Regions from separate parts of the Sus scrofa genome. Here region 1 is linked to region 2. A link is a contact called in public promoter capture Hi-C data. All regions are on one chromosome and are shown on one strand. Each heading gives the region's core, a stretch centred on a gene start, on an enhancer-like site or on the middle of the called end of the contact. The rest is flanking DNA. Distances are from core to core; before and after follow the strand shown. Region 1 holds the start of ELANE (neutrophil elastase). Region 2 holds the start of LOC110259376 (voltage-dependent calcium channel beta subunit-associated regulatory protein-like).

Evidence for each region. Promoter capture Hi-C pulls out the DNA fragments that hold promoters and counts their contacts.
Region 1: a promoter capture Hi-C map of fetal skeletal muscle shows a contact between it and region 2, with 3 times the contacts expected there. The contact joins the promoter of ELANE here to the promoter of LOC110259376 in region 2. A contact is called at or near these places in 1 of 5 promoter capture datasets (fetal skeletal muscle) and 2 of 47 Hi-C or Micro-C datasets (embryonic fibroblasts and skeletal muscle).

What each region holds. Positions count from the first base shown.
Region 1 is chr2:77,514,302-77,520,538 of Sscrofa11.1, forward strand. ELANE (neutrophil elastase) reads right to left here and starts at 1,817. Exons shown (of 5, transcript XM_003122986.4): 1 at 1,634-1,817; 2 at 1,086-1,242; 3 at 806-947; 4 at 1-155. The coding sequence starts at 1,790. The region is part of intron 15 of MED16 (mediator of RNA polymerase II transcription subunit 16); the gene reads left to right. It overlaps PRTN3 (myeloblastin), which reads right to left. Exons shown (of 5, transcript XM_013994800.2): 5 at 6,013-6,237. The coding sequence ends at 6,124.
Region 2 is chr2:77,225,909-77,232,797 of Sscrofa11.1, forward strand. It overlaps LOC110259376 (voltage-dependent calcium channel beta subunit-associated regulatory protein-like), which reads left to right and starts at 2,186. Exons shown (of 1, transcript XM_021084267.1): 1 at 2,186-4,503. The coding sequence starts at 2,218. The coding sequence ends at 3,195. It overlaps CBARP (voltage-dependent calcium channel beta subunit-associated regulatory protein), which reads left to right. Exons shown (of 10, transcript XR_002341709.1): 9 at 537-1,205; 10 at 2,142-4,510. STK11 (serine/threonine-protein kinase STK11) reads right to left here. Exons shown (of 10, transcript XM_021084263.1): 9 at 5,872-6,090; 10 at 3,980-5,022. The coding sequence ends at 5,888.

The DNA of each region.
Region 1 (6,237 bases), core at 567-3,066, 290 kb after region 2:
ACATTGAGCTGCTGCAGGACTCGGGGCGGTGGCCGGTTCGTGCCCAGCTGGCCCCAGCCCATGGCCAGACATCGCACCCCTTCCCCCACGCCTTGGTCCTGAGCAGGTAGCTGGGCCACCTGCACGTTGCTATTGATGAAGGCAAATCTGTTGAGCTGCAGCAGGTTGTACAGAGCAGTGGCAGGTCACAGGAGGCAGTGAACAACAACCTTCATCTTTCTGGGCCCCAAGTTTTCCCCCACCCAGGGCTCCACCATGGTCCTGGGATATCTGAGAGCCAGATATCCACCCTGCAGGATGGTTCCCACCCTTTCCTGTTTGTAAAGTGCGAGCAGCCACTGTGACCCAGGGCATCCCCAGACATGTTTTGAGTCCAGTAAACAGTAGGTACTCAAGAAAACAAAACTATGGGTAACACCACCAGCAATAAAGCCATTGTTCTAGAACTTTACAGAAAATAACCATAGCTATTCAAGCAGTGGGGAAGGACAGTTCTCTCCCTCCAGTCTCCTATTCACATGAACGTGGAGAATTTTGACCCTATTTCCACGGACCAAGAGGTCCCTGCGCCTCATCCCTGTGGGCTCCAGAAATACTATCCTTATTGATTGACAGTTGCTCAGAGCTTCCCTGCTGTCCTGGCATCTGACTTATTTCCGTCTCACAGAGGGGAAGACTGAAGCACAGAGAGATGGGACACCAGGCCTGTCCTCACCGTGTCCCCAGTCTCCTGCCCATGCTCCGCCCTCCCCAAACTAAGCTGGGCCTTTGCACCTGCCAGTTCTTCCCCACCCGCGCCTCGCACCTGGAGAACCACAATGTCGTTCCGCAGGGTCATGGGGTCGAAGCCGTTTTCAAAGACCCGCTGGATTCTGAACTTCTGCCTGGTGGACTCGCCCCGTCGCAGGTTGTGTGCCCCCAGAACCACGCGCACGGACCGAAAGTTTCTGGGGCAGGAGGAGGCGATTGAGTCGTCACCCGTGCGGGCGCAGGGGTCCCATAGAGCCGCGCACCTCGGCCGAGGCCCCCAGCCCCGGCCCCGCGAAAACTGGAAACTGAGGTTGCGGGGGTGGGGGTACACTCACAAGCCGTTCAGACAGTGCGCGGCCGACAGGACGAAGTTCCGCGCTATGAGGGTGCCGCCGCAGAAGTGGCTTCCGCGCCGCTGCAGGGACGCCATGAAGGGCCATGCATGTGGCCTGGCCGGCCGGCCCCCCACGATTTCCGAGGCCAGCGCGGGGCCTGGGGGCGCAGGCGGTGGGGGCGGTGAGCCGCGCGGAGGAGCCCCGCCAAGGTCAGTCGGCCAGTGAACCCCCACAAGGCAGCCACCCTGTCCCTAGAGGGGAGTGGCCTGCATGGTCCCCCTGCAGGGCGCAGCTAGAGCTTTAGACTTCACCCACTTCGAGTCCCCGGAGGGTGCCTAGAGACCCCCACCTTCCCACCTTCGAGTCCCGGGGGGGTGCCTAGAGACCCCACCTTCCCACCTTCGAGTCCCCGGGGGGTGCCTAGAGACCCCCACCTTCCCACCTCACCCCAACTGTCACTCCCCATGAGGATGAGGGACCAAGAAGGTGCAGAGTAAGAGGAGAGGCAGGACTGGATGCCCTTAGGAGACCTGCATGGCCCCACTCACCGCCCAGCAGCAGGGTCAGTAGGACCGGGGCCAGGGCAGGGCTGGAGGGTCTGCAGCTCTGGGTCATGATTGGGCTGGGGCAGCAGTGACTCTGCTCTTGGAATCCCCTTGCCCCTCTTATAACCCCCCTGCCTCGAGGCCGTTGAGGTTGCCCCATGGTGGGGCCAGGTGCCCCCACTTCCTCTCCGCCCTCTCCCAGTGCAGGGGATATGGGGGATGAGGGAGTGGTGGGAAGAATCCGGGAGGAGGACGGGAGCAGGGGGTCAGGCTGGCTCCAGAAGGTCACCAGATAAAACTCAGGACGCACAATACAATTGGAATGTCAGATAAACTTTTTTTTTTTTTAAGTGTAAGTATATCCCAAATATTGCACAGCATATACTGATCTATATAAAGTCAGTCTTTATCTTTCCAACATTCAGAATTAATGAGCTTCCTGTGTTTTTGCTAAATCTCCCCAACCTAGGCCCAAAGGACTTGGCTGGGATGCCCACGTGCCTTGGTTTACCCAGGTCCCTGTAATAATGGCAGCCCCCCAGCACTGTCCTGACATTTGGGAGGCATGGCAGGGCCTGCTGGGTCCCCATTTAAGAGGGGGAAACTGAGGCACAGTGAGCCACCATCCCCACCCCCTCCGCCCCTGCAAACCACCTACCCAGTGATGTGGTGGGGGAACTGGGGTTCAAACTCAGATGTCCACAGGTCACAGCAGGAAGGTAACTTGCTACCTCCTCTTCCAGCCTTGGGTCTCTCTCTTGGGGCCTGATTTCCATCTTTTCTTTGGTTGTGGCTCCTAACAGGGAACTCACTGCCACCCAAGGCTCAGTCTCTGGTGGCCCTCAGAGGTTCTGGGACACCCCCACCCCCTGCTTTGAGCTTCTCTGAAGCCACTTCCAGCCTGAGGCAGTGGAAAAAAAATTCCCACCCAGGCCTGGCAGCTGGACCATGGCTCTCCATCCAAGTTTGAGAGCTTTGGCCAGACCTTGGAAGAACTTAAGCCAACAGTAGAGATGGGGTCCGTCAGGGCCAGTCCCCAGCCCAGGGGCCCCTGTTCCCCTTCCCACCTCCCCCCGGCGGCTGCTCCAGCTGCAACGGCCATAGCCAAGGCTGTCGCAAGAAGCAACGTTCTCCTGGCTTGGAGCAGGGTTCAGGGGAGGGAACCAACGGATCCATCTGCAGAAACAGGCAGGCGGGGGCACCCAGGGATGCCCAGAAGCAGGCTGGGGCTGAAGTCCAGTTTGTCCCTGGGCCCCCTTGGTGTGTGGCCACAGGCAGGTGAACCCCCATCTCTCTCCAGTACACAGCAGACGCTCAGTGTCCACCCTTCGTCCCTCCCCTGGGCTGAGGCACATCAGCCCGTCTCAGCTCCCTTCCTTCTCGATTGAGTTACAGCCACCATAGAGCACATGTTATTTATTTTTTCAATGATGATTTTTATTTTTTCCATCATAGCTGGTTTACAGTGTTCTGTCAATTTTCTACTGTACATCAAGTTGACAGTTACACATAACATATATACATACTTTTTTCTCATTATCATGCTCCATTGTAAGTGGCTAGATATAATTCCCAGTGCTATACAGCAGGATCCCATAGAGCACTTGTTAAACGCCTGCTGCATACACAACCTGTTTCCAATCTTGGGGTGGGGCAGGATGGAGGAGGTCCAGACTTTGGGGGATGCGCTTCAGGCAGGGATATTTAACCAAAGCTGCTTCTATTGAGCACCACCTGTATACTCCATTCTCAGTGGTTATAGAGGTTAAGCACCTGGCTTCTGGGTTCAGAGGGTGGCGTGGCCACTTGCCCACCATGACTTCATGCTACAGACAACTCCGTGCCTTGGTTTCCTCATCTGTAAAATGAAAGTGGTGATAGGAGTTCCTGGTGTGGCTCAGTCGTAACGAACCCGACTAGTATCCATGAGGACGCGGGTTCCATCCCTGGCCCCCTTCAGTGGGTTGAGGATCCGGTGTTGCTCTGAGCTGTGGTATAGGTCATAGACACAGTTCAGATCCCGTGTTGCTGTGACTGTGGCATAGGTTGGCAGCTGCAGCTCTGATTCAGCTTTTTAGCCTGGAAACTTCCATATGCTGCAGGTGCAGCCCTGAAAAGCAAAAAAAAAAAAAAAAAAGTAAAACAGAAGTGATGATAATCAGTCGCCAACTCACAGGATTGTCCCAGGATTAAATGAATGAACTTTTGTGAAGTTCTTCAGTAAGAAAGTGAGGTCCTTGAGGGTCTGTTAACCATTAACCACCCCCTGGAGGGCAGGGCCAGGCGTCTGGGGGAGCCTGATTCACCATCAGAGTGTGATGACGAAGTGGCGGCACCTCACTTGATCTTTGTTAAAGGAAAACGACACTCTGAGTGTCCTTCCCACTGCTGGAGGCCAGGAGACCCCGGAGCTGTGGGGAGTGGCCCTGCTCTCCCCAAACATCCTGTTTATTATTTTTTTTCTTTCTTTTTTTTTTTTTTTTTGATTTTTAGGGCTGCACCCGTGGCATATGGAGGTTCCCAGGCTAGGGGTCTAATTGGAGCTACAGCTGCCGGCCTACACCACAGCCACAGCAACGTCATGTCTGAACTGTGTCTGTGACCAACATCACGCACACAGCTCATGGCAATGTCGGATCCTTAACCCACTGAGCAAGGCCAGGGATCAAATCCACAACCTCATAGTTCCTAGTTGGATTTGTTTCTGCTGCGCCATGAGGGAACTCCTGTTTATTATTTCTATTTATTATTTCTGTGGATTTGTCCTTCCCTGAATCTGCAGAACCCCAGCAAATCCACCCGTGGCTCCAGAGCCCCCAACCTTAGCTCCCCTTCTTGGGTGTGATCTTTTTTATTTTTGTGGCCCCACCTGGGGCATATGGAAGTTCCCCGGCCAGGGATTGAATCCAAGCCACAGCTGCATGCCAGATCCTTAACCCACTGTGCAGGGGATCTGAACCCATGCCTCAGCAGCTGCCCCAGCCACTGTCATCAGCTTCTTAACCCACTGTGCCATGGTAGGAACTCCTTGGGTCTGATCTTTGCTGGACAGAACTTTTCCTCTGACTCATCATATTCTCTCTCTCTCTCACACACACACACAAGCACACACGCACGCACATCTTTGCTGGGCAGAACTTTCCTGACTCATCATTCTCTCTCTCTCTCACATACACACACACACTCACACATATTACACACACACACGCTGATGGAAAATAGAAAACACCCAGGGCTGTTTTGTCTGAGTCTTTGAGTTCCCATCAATGGCCTCAATCCAACATTCCCTCCAGCAAACCTCATTTACCCCCATTGCTGGGCACCAGAAGTCCCCCTGGGCTTTTTATAGCTATCACTTCCCGCCTTAAGCCCATGGGAAATGTGGGGAATTCCCAGCATTCCCCAACACTGATTGGCATACACTTCCCAGGATTCAGACTTGTCCCTCATCTCAACACATGCTAGCTCCTGATGGTGCTGTAAACCAGTCTCAGCTCCTCCCCTGGGATGGTTAGCTGAGGTGTCACAGGCCAGGGAATTCTGGCTCTTGCTTGAATTTGCACGCTGCCACCAGGTGGCAGCAGAGTAAACCTATAACAAAAGAGCTGCCTTCCAGCTCTGCTGTGTCCCTCCTGTGAGCTGGTGGGTGGGGTCCTTCTCCCTGAACCTCAGTTGCCGCATTCCCCGGCCACTTGCCTTCTCCGCAACTGGCCAATTACCCCTACCTCTGCCTGGCCTTAGCCCTCTCCTCTAGTCAGTTCATTCCAGAGCCCTGCCTGCCCTGGCCCACCCCTTCCTGACCTGCCACCTCCCTCACACAGCTTGCCTTGCTGTCCCCCACATCCCCAAGTTTGCCCTGACACAGGGCCCTTGCACTTCCTGTGCCTTGCCTGGCAAGTCTTCTCCTTTCGTTCCTGTTCTCACATTAGGGGTCAGCTCAGGCATTGTTGCCCCCTCCAGGTTGCCTCCCTGATAGCCTTTCTGCTTCCTGGCTGGCTCAGGAGCCCCACAGGCCCTGGGCACATCCCATGTTATGACAGCTTGGTCCTCAAGCAGCTGCAGAGCTGGGGGACACAGAGCCAGACAGGACACCCCCAGCCCCAAGGCCAGGGTGGGGCTCCTTGGACACTTCTAGGAAATGTCTGGGGTGACTCCATTTTCCAGATGTGGAAACTGAGGCACAGAGATGGCAGTAACTTGCCCAGGGTCACACATTTTTGGGCATCTGGGGAGTGGGCTTCACTGTGACCTGGGGCCTCCTCCAGCCTCCAGGCCTCTGTTCCAACCCCCACCCTGTGTTCAGGGTTTGGGGACTGGGATGCTGAGGACCCTGGGCCCTCTCCCCCACATCTTCCTGTGGGAAGGACACACAGGAGTCAGGGGGCGTTTCAGCTTTTATTGACAGCTCAGTGGGGCTGGAGCCAAGGGCATGGGGGTGCAGGGGGTGGTCACAGGATCAGAAGCAGACCTGCCGCCTCTGTCACAGCTCGGCCTCAGCGCCTGTGGGGGTTCTGGTTGGGGGCTCCAGGGCCGTCCTCGCCCCCCACGCTCCTCAGCACAGAGTGGATCCAGTTCACGTAGAGAGCAACCCGGGCAAAGAAGTCTGG
Region 2 (6,889 bases), core at 936-3,435:
CAGGCTAGAGTGGGGATTGGGGAGCTTTTGCTATGAGAAATCACCACCGGGTGTGATTATGGCTTTGCGGTAAGTCTGCGTGCTGCCCCAGTGTGAAAGCAGCCCTAGATGGCGTATAAGAGTATGGCTGTGTGCCGGTTAAACTTTATTTACAACTACACGTGGTATGCCTTCAATCCTGCAGCCCTCTGGCCATGTGGGGTCCTGGATATATGGCTTCCAAACCCCCACGCCAAGGACTGGGAGTGGTGCCTCCTGGCCCAGTGGGCACCAACAGCTGAAATGAGCCTGGCTCAAGGGAGCTCAGCAGAGACAGGACTCTGGGTTGCCAGCTGTCCTATGGAGGAGGTGGCGGTACCTGGAGAGGCAGGGATGGGGGACAAGCAGTGTTGGAGATGAGAGAAGCCGTGTGGTCAGTGGCAGAGGAAGCCCCTTTGTTGGGGCCTGGCTCCGGCTGGTGCAGGGCTGGGCAGGGTGAATTCTGGCTGAGGTGCGCCTGGCCAGGGAGGGGAGGGCTTAGCCCCTTGTCCCACCAGGAGCCCAGAAGGAGCCTGTGATTCTTGGAGTGATTACAGTGAAACGGAGGCAAGGAAGCGCCCAGAACCTGTTTGCTGGGTGACTCTCATCCCCACCCGAGGCTTTCCCACTGAGGCCTCTTATCATGGGAGGGTCTTGGTCCCTGGCAGGGCTGGAGCTGGCAGGACAGGGCTTCACCTCTCTGCTCTCACACCTGGCCCTCACTCTCTCACGCCTTCCTTTGGCCGGCTACACATTAGCCAGGCCATGTCTGTCACCGGGTAGCCAGTCCAGGTCCTTGCTCCGGCCACACCTGTCTGCCAGGGCTGCTCAGGAGGCCCTTTGGCTCACCCCTTCCCTGGGCTTTCTGCTCTCTATGCCTTGGTTTCCTCATCTGCACAGCAGGGTACACACTCACGTGGCCCAGGGTGGTGGTGGGGGGGGAAGGGGATGGGCCCAGGGCTAGGAGGGGCCCCGGCAGGCTGCCGTGCCTTCTTCTACACAGGCTCCCCCAAGCGGCACCACTTCCAGCGGCAGCGGGCCGCCAGCGAGAGCATGGAGCAGGAGGAGGGGGGCGCCCCCCAGGCCGACTTCATTCAGTACATCGCCAGTGCAGGAGATGCAGTGGCCTTCCCAAGCCCCCACCCCTTTCTGACCAGCCCTGCCAGCTCGCCCCCCGCTCTCGGCAGGTATTTTTCAGTAGATAGAGGTGCTAGGGGTGGACCTGTGGGCCCCCTGCCCCACCCCGTCCCCCATAGGTGGCCCAGGGAGCGCTCTCCCCACCCTTCGGACAGGCGGTTCGTGTCCCTCTGGCTCCACCATCCCTCGCGGAGGCTGCCTCGCTGAGGCCACCTCTCCAGCATGGACTGCAGGAGGGAAGCAGGGGGAGACTGGGTAAGGGCAGAGGGGCGGGTGGGGCCCCAGGGTCCCCAAGACAGGATGCCTGCTCAAGCCAGGCCTCAGTGGGTGTGTGTCTGTGTGGGTATCAATACTTCCTGGTGGAGCCCATGGCCCTTCCTACCTGCCCTGCTTCTGAGGGCTGGATGTCCCTACTTGGAAACAGTGTAACCACTTCTACCAGCAGTACCCCTCCCCCAGCCCAAAGGCAACTGTCCTGAAGCTCTGGACCCTCCTCAGTGATAAGGGAGGCTAGCTACTCCTGGGCACTTCCAGGTCTAGGTAGTTAACAGTTCTGTGTATCCTCTTCCAGGCTCCTATCAGCTCATGGTGGGGGTGAGGCAACACAGCCAGAGTCACCTGGTGTAGGGGCTGAGCGGGACCCTGCTTGGTCCAGGCAGTGCTTTGCTATACTAAACTCTTAGGAAGCTCATCTTCTAAGGTCTTAGCTCTTTCTGGGCAAGGGGCCAAATCCCAGCAAATGCTCAGGTCACATATTCTGAAAGAGGCCCTGGTTAAACAGCAGGTGCCAAGAGGGCTCTGGGTCTACCCCCACACATCCACTCCTAAGTAGACAGGCAGCATTCAAAACACCCATCTTATAGCGAGTCTGACAAAACCTGAAGGGTTCCCACCGGTGCCCACCCTCCCGGACCCAGAGGCAGGGTGGCCGGGGAGGGGGCGCGGGGGCTTGTGCAGCCTTCTGACGGCTGCAGCCTGTTTTGTAGGCTAGAGGCAGCCGAGGAGGTGGGCGCCGCGGGAGGATCCAGCCCCGAGTCCCCCCCGGAGCGCAGCAGCAGCAGCATGGGGCCTGAGCAGCAGCAAGACTCAGATGGTGAGCGAGATGCAGGGCCGGAGCAGGCCCAGACCATCTACCGCGACATCTGGAGCCTGCGCGCTTCGCTCGAGCTGCATGCAGCCACCGCCTCAGACCACAGCAGCAGCGGCAACGACCGCGACTCCGTGCGTAGCGGCGACAGCTCGGGCTCGGGCTCCGGGGGCACCGTACCCGCCTTCCCTCCACCTTCACCGCCACCCACACCGCGCCCAGCGGAGAGCGAGGCAAGTGGGCCCCGCAAGCTGCTGCAGATGGACAGCGGCTACGCCAGCATCGAGGGCCGCGGTGCGGGTGATGAGGGGCCTCCCAGCGCGCCAGAGAAACGCTCCTCCTTCACGAGCGCGGGCCACGAGGCCACCGTAGGCGGCAGCTTCGAGGGGCCCATGCCAGAGGTGCCCTCCCGACCCCGCAGCCCGCGTGCCTGGCCCCGCCGCGCCCCACGCCGGGACTACAGTATTGACGAGAAGACGGATGCACTGTTCCATGAGTTCCTCCGCCATGACCCGCACTTCGATGATGCTCCGTCTGCAGCAGCACGCCACCGCGCGCGTGTGCATCCCCACACGCGCAAGCAGTGGCAGCAGCGGGGTAGGCAACACAGCGACCCTGGTGCGCGAGCTGCGGCCCCAGCCCCCTCTGGGGCACCAACCGGCGCCCCCCGCCCTGCGCGCGCACCCCTGCGCCGCGGGGACAGCGTCGACTGCCCACCAGAAGGCCGCGCAGGAGAGGACCCAGCTGCCCTCGCCATCCCCGTCATCGAGGAGGAGCCCGGCGGCGGCTGCCCAGGCTCTGGCCTGTGCACCGGGCCTCAGGGCGCTCTCCTGGACAAGCTGGCAGTCAGCCTCGACGACAGACTCTTCCCGCCGCGCCTGGCCCAGCCTGTCGCTGTGGCCCCTGCGCTGGCCGCAGCCGCGCCCACATCCCCCGACCACAGCCCCGTCTAAGTCTGTGTCCTGCGCCCACCTCGTCAGCTTATACAGCACGGGCGGGGCCTTGGCACCGGACACACCTGGGGCGCGACGCCCTGGTGCGCATGCGCTGGGACTGGGGGGCCTCGCGCACAAAGCAGTGCCCCAGGCGCCCCGCGCCGCCCCAGGATGCGCACGCACACAGTTCATACCGGGCATTTAGCTGGGTCGACTAGAGGGAGTGTGGCGGATTCTCATCTTCAGACTCCTGAAGACCACGTTCCGCTTCCCTTGGTCCTGGACAGCGACCTCGAGCTGGTGACTGAGCGTAGCACACACCACTGCCGCGTCTCGGGCCCATGGCGATGGGTAGCGCATGCGCAGCGCCTGCATCCTAGAGGGGCGATGCACAGCAACTGCGCTAGACGCATGCGCAGAGAGACCCCTCCCAGGACCAATTGGGCCTCGAGGCGCGCCAGAGTCCGCGCCAGGGCACAAGCACAGTGACTGCGGGGTGCCGAGGACCCTTGAAGAATGCATCCGCCCTGGGCTAGGAGGTTGGCCCAAGACCGCGGCCGCCAACCCCTTGAAGCCGTTTACCTCACCGCGGCGAGTGCTCGCAGCAGTCCGCGCCCCCTCCAAGCAATAACCGCATCTGCTGCTGCCATCCCCAGCCCTAGATACACCCTCCAGCCCTCCTCCCAGTGTCTGCATCCCGACGCCCGCCCTCTGCATGTTGGGTGGGCCGCACGCCCCTACTGCATCAATCCAAAGAGCCGCTAGGACTCACCACTGTTTCAGACACAAAATCCAAACGATCAAGGTTTCAAGTTTCCCAAGCTTTATTTATTGCCAAAAGATGGGGCAGCCCTCGCCAGCGGCCGAGTCGCCCTGCCCCGTCCCTTCCTTCGAAGCTTCGCACTGTCAGTGTGCCATCCAGTGATGGAGTTTGTGTTTTGTTTTCTGGTTGATTATATTTACTGCATACTCTTGCTGGCTCTGAGTTTTCTCATGGGATCCAAGAGCACAGAGGCCTTGGGGGGAAAGGGATCAGGATCTCCAGGCCACTGAACTGTGCAGCCATGGGCTCTGGAGCTTTCTGGAGGCTGGGTCACCAAGACAGCACAGAGATCCAACATGGCCAAAGGCCATGTCCCTACCAGGCACTACCAGCAAGACCTGCAGACCCCGGCCAGCCCCTCCACCACAGGATCTACAAAGGGCCCCAGGCTCAGACTCTGATCACCCACTTGATAATACATCCTGCCACCCACAATTCCCAAACATCCCTCATGACCACAACTCAAATCCACCTGTTTTATTTTTTCTTAAAAAAAAAAAAAAGAAAAAAGAAAAAAAGAAACAGGAACCAACCAAAACAACAAAACAAGGCAGCCGCCTGGCTCCCTTGGGCACTAGGCATGCATCTCAGTGGACAGGCCTGGTCGTCACGCCCATCCTGCTGCCGCTGTGGTTGGCTTGAACACATCACCAGGTGTGGGAGGCGCTAACGAGTGGCAGAGTAAAAAGAGGAGTCAGGGTGGGCGAGAACCAGTAGTCTCAACGTAAAGTGCATGGCAAAGGCTGGCTCGGGGCCACACCGGGCCCTCTCCCTCCTCCCCTGGCTGGGGGAGGGGGCTCAGCATAGGATTGCAGTCAGCAGGAGATCGTGTCCACCGGCCATCAGGGGAGGGACGGGCTCCAGTCTCTGCTGCCCCTAGCCACAGCCCTCTAGGACCCCCTGGCTTCTGAAGGGGCGGTCAGCACGAAGGGTGCAGCGTCGGCCTTCCTGGGGCGGTGGGCAGCAGACCAGCAGTAGGCAGGAAGACTGAGCAGGACCTGGCTGGGGCTCCTGGAGATAGGCTGAGACCAGGACAGAAAGTGGGTCACTTCTGGGTCAACACATAGGCTCTGCATCCCAAAAAACAGGCCCAACGTGGGCTCCCTGTAGGTTGGGGAAACCAAGGCCTGGTCACACAGTGCTGGGAGGTCACACAGTGCTGGGAGTGCCTGGGAGGGCTGCGCTGCCTCAAGGGACCACCCTCTGAATTACTTACTGCCTGGAGAGATTAAGCACTGCCCTTTCTCCACAGAACCAGGTTTCCCTCCAAAGCAGTTTCTACCGTGTCTGGCTGTTCTGAAGCTGGCAGAGAAGTACTTCCAGGGCAGCTCCGTGGGAGAGGGGATGTGGCTGGACAGAGGCTACAGCCTCAGACCCCCACCCTGCTGTTCACATCCTAAGCAGGCCATGGGGCCTGTAGTCCTTTAGGGCCTTTCAGGATGGGGGCAGGGCAAACAAAGGTGGGAGAAGGAAGCAGAGCAGGCAGCAACAACCAAGATGACAGCCACGGCCCCTCCCAGCCCCCAACCTCCCACCCACCCTACACAGCCCCTCCAAAGCCAGCAGCCCCCTGTCCTGGGAGCAGCCCACACTGGGGAAGGGCGAGCCACTCAGTTTTGCAGGACAGACTGTCATCTTAAGGGGCCCTTCTTCTGCACATGGGCTCCCCAACCCCACTGAGGGCCTGTAGCCCGCTAAAAGTGACCTTCCCCCACCTCCAACCCAGACCCCGTGGTGATAAGCAGACTGATGACTGTGAAGGGCAGAGCTGGCCATAGTCGGCAGTGGCCATGACAGTGACATAAGCCAAGTACTGGCAGTACCCACAGTGTGCCCCCAACTCAGTCCTGCTGGTCCCCATCATGTCCCACCTGGAGGCAGCCACCCTCACTGCTGCTTGCAGGCTGACAGCCGGCGGATCTTGCTGCTGGCCGAACAGGCCTTGCGGGTGGGGTTGGAGGTGGCGCTGGCCCGGCGCTCCGCTCTCGACTTGGCACTCAGCTGGACTGACTCGGTGCCGTTCACGCATACAGCCTTAGGCAGGCCCCGACTCTGTACGCTCCGACCTGCCTCCTCCTCCAGGACCTGTCCTAGGAGGGAGAGGGCGAGTGTGTGCTGACTGGGGGGCCCAGACCAACACACCCCCAGTGTCTCCACCTGCCCAGGCCCAGGTCACCTCCAGCCAGTGGGGCCCAGGCTCCTCCTCCACCTGACCTGTCCAGGGCCTGCCATCACGGTCCTAATGCAGGCAGAGGGAGAGCTGGTCTTAGAGCCAATTGGCCAGGGCCAGGCCCAGGCCCAGCCCACGCTCACCTGCCTGTTCAGGTATGGGCTGCACTTGGGCAGGCTCCAGGCTGTCCTGCTCACCCTTCACTGCGGGAACATGGTGAAGGACAGGGTCCTGCGCCCCAGCCTCTGTTCTCTCACCTGTGCAAAGGCCAAACCTTGCTGGACCCTGTGGGACTCAAAGGGGGTACATTTGGGCTGGGGTGCCGACCTCTCTCCCACAACAGCCCACCCTGGCTCTCCACACCAGGCACAAAGGGAGAGACAACACCTGCTGAGTCCCACCCCTACTGTGCAGGCAGACAGCCCTCAATTGCATCTGAGGGCCAATGGCCTGGGGCTGCCCACCCAGATATGTGCTCCTGGCAAGGCATGGGGCAGAGGGAGGGGTGCAGGGAGCCCATGTGCCTGCGCTGCCCAGCCTTCTCATGTGGACATCGGCAGGGACTGCCCTTAACCGCTTTGAGCCCTTCTCTTCTCCACACAGAGCCCTACCTCCGCCACTGGCATCCAGAGCCTGACTTGGTGGCCTCTGGAACTTGCTGGGAGCCTACTGGCATCACATAAAAAGCATTTCAGGTCAGAACTCAGAGTTCAGGATGG